Regions from separate parts of the Gossypium hirsutum genome. Here region 2 is linked to region 1. The links are chromatin contacts, called in public Hi-C maps. All regions are on one chromosome and are shown on one strand. Each heading gives the region's core, a stretch centred on a gene start, on an enhancer-like site or on the middle of the called end of the contact. The rest is flanking DNA. Distances are from core to core; before and after follow the strand shown. Region 1 holds the start of LOC107891105 (pentatricopeptide repeat-containing protein At3g09650, chloroplastic). Region 2 has its middle 8.1 kb from the start of LOC107891084.

Region 1 (3,057 bases), core at 170-2,669:
GGAAGATAGCTGAGAAAGCTTTAAATTGCGTGCAACCTCACGGACATATGAGGCCATCGATATCGGAAGTTCTCAAGGAGATCCAAGATGCCATCCTAATTGAAAAGGAAGGTATGATGGTTAGAGAAGGTAACTCGGATGAAATGTCTAGGAACTCTGCCAATTCTTCGTATAACCCTGGTTCCTTGGATATGATTGGAACTGATAATTACCTGTCATTGGATGAGTCCATTGCACGGCCGGTTGCACGATAGTCCGTTGTTTGTCCATGTACAAAGAGGCAATTCCTTATGTTTTCTCTTCTTAAATTCTTTGTTATGTTGCCAGAATCTTCAATCATGCTCTAGCCTGTAGGAAATTTCTTCTGCAATCCACCCTAAATAGCCAGGGAAGATAAAAAAGAAAAGAAAAGAAAAAAGATGGGAAGATGATACCATGAGCTGGTTATTTTTGAGGTTGTTGCGTAGTATAGTTTTATTGCCTTCCTTGCATGGAATTAATGTTCATTTTATGTGAACGGAAAAGGGAAAAGAAAAGATATGACATGGTTTTCGTCGTGCTTAGATTGCGTGGGACATGCATGATTTGGCTTTCATCATGCATGGTAAATGTAAGATTTAAAGTTTTGGCACCATCAAAAGGATAAACAGATGTTCAACATGGTTATGAAATAAACGTGGTCAAATTCTGAAAGAATTTTTTCTTTTCAAGATATTCATTAGAGCGAGTGTAGTGATTAATTTTTCTTTTTCGTGTTTTGTAGGTTGATTAAGTGATGAGTACCTTGAATTTGTGTTTTTCGACAATTATCTTACATGGATAAAAAAAATACAAAAATTATATTATTTGTTGAATTGTAAAGAAAAACGTTGAGGTGTAATGGAACATTATTATTTTTAAGAAAACATAATCTCTAAAATTATTTAAAATTTCTTCTCAACCAATAAATAAAACATTCAAATTGAAGTTGAGTTAAACATTACTACAGATTAAATTCATCGACCAATAATTAAGGGGAACTGGCGAAATTAATATACTGAGCAGAGGAACTTGAAGATGATGTACCACGCGATCTTAATTTGAAACCACTTGTTCTAAACATTACAATAAGATTGTATTTACATATTTTTTTAAGAAAACTAAATGAGATAAGGTATTTATAGCTTTTAGAGGGGTTGATCGTGTTTTTAATATATATCCGAATAAAAAGAAATGATAGAGCGGTGTAAAGTTTGAAGGAAGAAATAGAGTTTGAGTGTGAAGGAGCAGCGAGGTGTGGATAAAGAAAAAAGGACATAATCCAGTCGACGTAGTACTTCCCTTCTCCATTCAAACCATACCTTTCTTCTTCCTCAACCACATCCTTCTAATACTTGTTTACCTTGTCCCTTCCCACCCCCCCCCCAAATGGACCAGCCATGTCTATGAATATTGCTTCTCCTTCCCCTTGTTCTTCTTCCTCCTCATTTCCCTCCGCTCTCCCCTGGCTCTCTCTCCTTCCTCTACCGCCTTCACCCTCCACCTCCACTACTTCCTCTAAGCCCGCGCGTCCCTTTTCTTTGCGAGCTCAACCCACCGCTACCGATTTATCTCTCCCTAGTGATAAAAAGACCAACGATGATCAGACACTTCTTTCACTCCTCCGCCAAAGGAAAACCGAACAAGCTTGGACCCTTTACTCTCAATCCCCTCACCTCCCCACCCCTACTTGCTTAAGCCGCTTAGTTGCTCAACTCTCTTACCAAGCCACTCCTCAATCTCTCGCACGCGCTCGTACTATCATCACCCGCCTTCGCAATGAACGCCAGCTGCACCGTCTCGACGCCAACTCCCTCGGCCTCCTCGCATCGGCCTCCGCGAAATCCGGCCATACCCTTTATGCCTCTTCGCTCATCAAGTCCATGCTTCGCTCTGGTTACCTGCCCCACGTCAAAGCATGGAGCGCTGTCGTTTCGCGGCTCTCTACCGAGTCACCCTCTGAGTCGATAAGCCTTTTTGACTCCGTGACTCGCCGCGTTAGGCGTTTCGCGGATCCTTCAATTGTTGCTGATTCCAAACCTGACACGGCTGCCTATAATGCTGTGCTTAACGCTTGTGCTAATTTGGGGGACAAAAGTAAGTTTTTGAAACTGTTCGATGAAATGCATGAATGGGGCTGCGAACCTGATGTTTTAACTTATAATGTCATGATAAAGTTGTGTGCTAGAGCTGATAGGAAAGATTTGCTTGTGTTTGTGCTGGAGAGGATTATTGAGAGAGGAATACGTTTTTGTATGACTACTCTGCATTCCCTCGTTGCTGCTTATGTTGGATTTGATGATCTTGAAACGGCTGAGAAAATTGTTCAAGCTATGAGGGAAGGAAGGAATGATCTTTGTAAGATTCTCCGAGATGCAAATTTGGAAGATTTAAAACAAGCCAAGGAAGATGATGACTATGACGACTACGACCTGGAGGATGAAAAGGAGGAAGATATGGAAGATTTGAGTAAAAAAAGATAGATGATGTAGTATTTGAGAAGTTGCTCCCTAATTTGATTGAGCCGAGCAGCGAACCGCTTTTATTGCCGAAAGTGTATGCTCCGAATTCTAGGATTTATACGACACTAATGAAAGGTTATATGAAGGCAGGTAGAGTTACTGACACGGTGAGAACTTTAGAGGCGATGAGGCATCAAGATGATAAGGCTAGTCATCCTGACCATGTTACATACACAACAGTTGTTTCTGCATTTGTTAAGGCTGGATTGATGGATAGAGCGCGAGAAGTGCTAGCTGAAATGACAAGAATTCGTGTGCCTGCGAATCGGATTACTTACAATATTCTTCTCAAGGGTTACTGCCAGCAGTTGCAAATAGACAAGGCAAAGGAGCTGCTAAGGGAGATGGCTGATGATGCAGGGATTAAGCCTGATGTGGTTTCATATAATATATTGATTGATGGGTGCATATTGATCGACGACAGTGCTGGAGCACTTGTGTTCTTCAATAAGATGCGAGAGCAAGGAATCACTCCCACGAAGATCAGTTACACTACATTGATGAAAGCTTTTGCTTT
Region 2 (3,039 bases), core at 237-2,736, 44 kb before region 1:
AAATTAAGTATATCATTATGTTGTCTGATAAATATTTATTTTTTATTTTAATATTACCAATATAATAATTTATTTTGGATAATTTTGAAAAAAATAAAAAATATTATAACTTGAATGTCTCTGTTATAAATATTAAAAAAACTATTTTAAATATTTTTTAAAAACATAAAATAAAATCAACTTAATTTTCATTATTAAGTGATTAGTAGCTATGGATCTACTTATCTTATTCAACATTTATTTATAGAAAAAGTTATATTTAAACAAAATATTAATATAATTATCAAACCCATCTAAAATATTAAATATTAAAATTTTACTTTTTCAATGATTTAATTAAATTATTATCTCTTTCCATTTTAGATAACTCAGAGGTTTTAAATCATAAGATTGTGGAACCTCTAACATGTGGAATGGAACCATTAAGAAATTGTGATTGAACCAAAACTTGGGCTGCCTCCTTAAAATATTAAGCCTTTGGGGCGAGCATCGTTTGTATTCTAATCTAAACCCTTCAAACTACGAAAATCAACCCTTCAAAGAATATTCATTTAGGTAAGCAAAGCAAACAAACAAAAAAAGAGCAAGGCAGGACAGTGACAATGGGCAAAAAGCAAATGTGATGCGACTCAGGTTTGGTCCCTTGTGAACCAATTATTGTGCTCTTATCATCACCATGTTTGCTGGGGTTAATCCATCTTCTTCCTCTACTTACCTATATACACATCCCTCTTTCTAAATATAATATAATGTATATTTTAAACAAAACGAATGGTATAAGTCGCTAAGCACATACGAGGGGGAACTAATGTCGGATTAATCTGAAAATCGAGCTCCTATTTGTGATTAGGAAACTAAAATACCAAAACCTTTGTATTTCATGCAAGTTTGTTGGCATGATATGAAAGTATTGAATGAGAAATTGAAAATTGATTGGTGTTTAAATAGTTTACAAGTTAGTCTACCATGTTGATGTCTTTTCTAATGATGGGGGAGGTTTGAAGATATAACTCTTGAGGTAGATGAATTGGGTTTTGAGGTTTGAAGTTGTAAGATCATAGTGAATTAGGGATATGAAAACTTATGTTTCAAAACGTTTTCAATGTTTAAGTCAATAAAGGGTGTAATTGAAGTAAGGAAGGAACATAGCCTAAAGCTAATAGCAAGGCTGAGAGCATTGGGAGTGAGAAGAGGGATTTCATCTGAGTATTCATCGAATATGTCCAGTAAGTAGTTGGCTGGTTGAGGATCCTTTTTCTAACAAAGCTATTGATTAAATGGAACTCAAGCTGAGTATTTGAGATCCTATAAACTTAGCTTGATTAGTAGTGTTGCCGACTTTTATGTTATTTTAACCTCCACTATTCATATTCTCCGAAAAATGCTTGTTTGAAGCGAAATGTCGCATATATAGATGATACTATTTTACTGGTATTCAATTTTGTGCTGAACGATAGGCACGTGTAAAACTGGGGATAGTTAGCCTGAATTATGAGCAGCATGAAAAAGCCTGGCGTAGCTTTCATGGAAAGAGTAGTTGGGAGGATTTAATATACATATATTACATTAAATAATAAAGTTGGGTGCCAAAAGTAAATGTAGAAATATTAAATATAGCTGTTATTAAACAGTAGAGCTGAAGAAACCTGGAACTATTACACCAGGGAGGCAGACTGTCCCTTATCTTTCACTCGCATTAAATATACCAATTTAAACTAAAACATTCCTTCCATTATTTATTATTTTCTTCTTTTCTTTAATAAGTTAATTACTATCTTCTCACTCTTATCTTTTATTTATGGGTAAACTACGTCAACTGGCCCTAAACTTTGTTTAAAATTATATTTTGATCACTAAATTTTTAAAAGTTATATAATAGTCACTAACGTTATCAAATTGTTACATTTTTGTCACTCGACTGTTAACTTCCATTTTTTTTAAAGTGTAACAATTTGATAAGTTAGTGGCTATTATGTGTCTTTATATTAAGAGTTAGATTGTATTTTGTTCTTTATATTAGGAGTTAGATTGTATTTTGTCTTTTTAACCTCTGTACATTAAATAAAAAAAACAAGTTGGTCCTTTCATTAAAAATGACATCCATTTCTACCATTAAATGACAACATGATTGATAGAGGAAGTAAACCGTTACACATGTGTATCTTGCTTATGTAGCATTTGGTTGTATCATCAAATATTTAAAAAATGAAAAATCCTAAAATTAAATAAAAATTTTAATAGTTATTTGAAAAAGCACCTAGACAATTGTTTGTTCAAAATCATCATAGATGTGGTTTTTTAAATAATTATTAAACAATATAAAAAATTATTAAAAAATTAAATTTATTAAAAATAATAAAAAGTATTTAAAATAAATAGCCAAAATTAAAATAACTCTCACCAAACTACAAATTCAAAATATTTAAACAATTATTTGCTCCATCATGTTGATATGACATGAGATACACATGTCACACCACGTGTCACTACTTATTTGCTCCATCAATCACATACCCATTTAACGGTAGAAATATATGGAATTTTTAATGGAATGATCGGTTTACTGCTTTATCTAACGTATAAAAATTAATTTACTCCTTTTTTTAGTAGAAACAAAATGTAATCAAACTCCTAATATAGAAGTATCCAGATTTTACTCTAAGGGAGGTGAAATTTTTGAACGACCTTTTTTAACGTAAAAAAGTATCAATTCTTCTTGGATATTTTTTTTCTCATCAAACAAATCAATTTAATGTTTTTTAAAAAGTATGAACAATTTAACTATAAAAAATTAAAAGAAAAAAATCACACTATATAAAATTAAATATTTCTTTCCAATTTGCAAAAAAGAATAACTAATAATATACTAAAAATTTCATAGTATCATTATAATTCCAAAAATTAAATTTAAAAAAACTTAGCCTTAGTCCTATTTCTCAATACTAGGCATCCTAAATTGCACCCTTTGTTTTTCGATAAAATTAAACTCATCAATGATAAAACCTTTTGAAATTTCTCTTTTTCTGGCTTTCTCTCGAC

What was found. A called contact is a pair of places that touch in the nucleus more often than the background predicts.
Region 2: a contact with region 1 is called in a Hi-C map of leaf, with 2.3 times the contacts expected there. The contact joins the enhancer-like site here to the promoter of LOC107891105 in region 1. A contact is called at or near these places in 10 of 34 Hi-C or Micro-C datasets (anther, cotyledon, fibers and 2 more).

Annotation. Positions count from the first base shown.
Region 1 is chrD09:45,405,756-45,408,812 of Gossypium_hirsutum_v2.1, reverse strand. LOC107891105 (pentatricopeptide repeat-containing protein At3g09650, chloroplastic) reads left to right here and starts at 1,419. Exons shown (of 2, transcript XM_016815756.2): 1 at 1,419-2,493; 2 at 2,496-3,057. The coding sequence starts at 1,419. LOC107891103 (probable LRR receptor-like serine/threonine-protein kinase At1g67720) reads left to right here. Exons shown (of 15, transcript XM_016815755.2): 15 at 1-3,057. The coding sequence ends at 254.
Region 2 is chrD09:45,449,463-45,452,501 of Gossypium_hirsutum_v2.1, reverse strand. No RefSeq gene overlaps it. Among protein-coding and RNA genes, the nearest start is that of LOC107891084, 8.1 kb to the left of the region's middle. Within about 2 kb of position 1,486, at least 5 of the 9 cell types and tissues checked have an H3K27ac peak or open chromatin away from gene starts, as enhancers often do. A contact at or near this core is called in cotyledon and leaf, where this site is marked.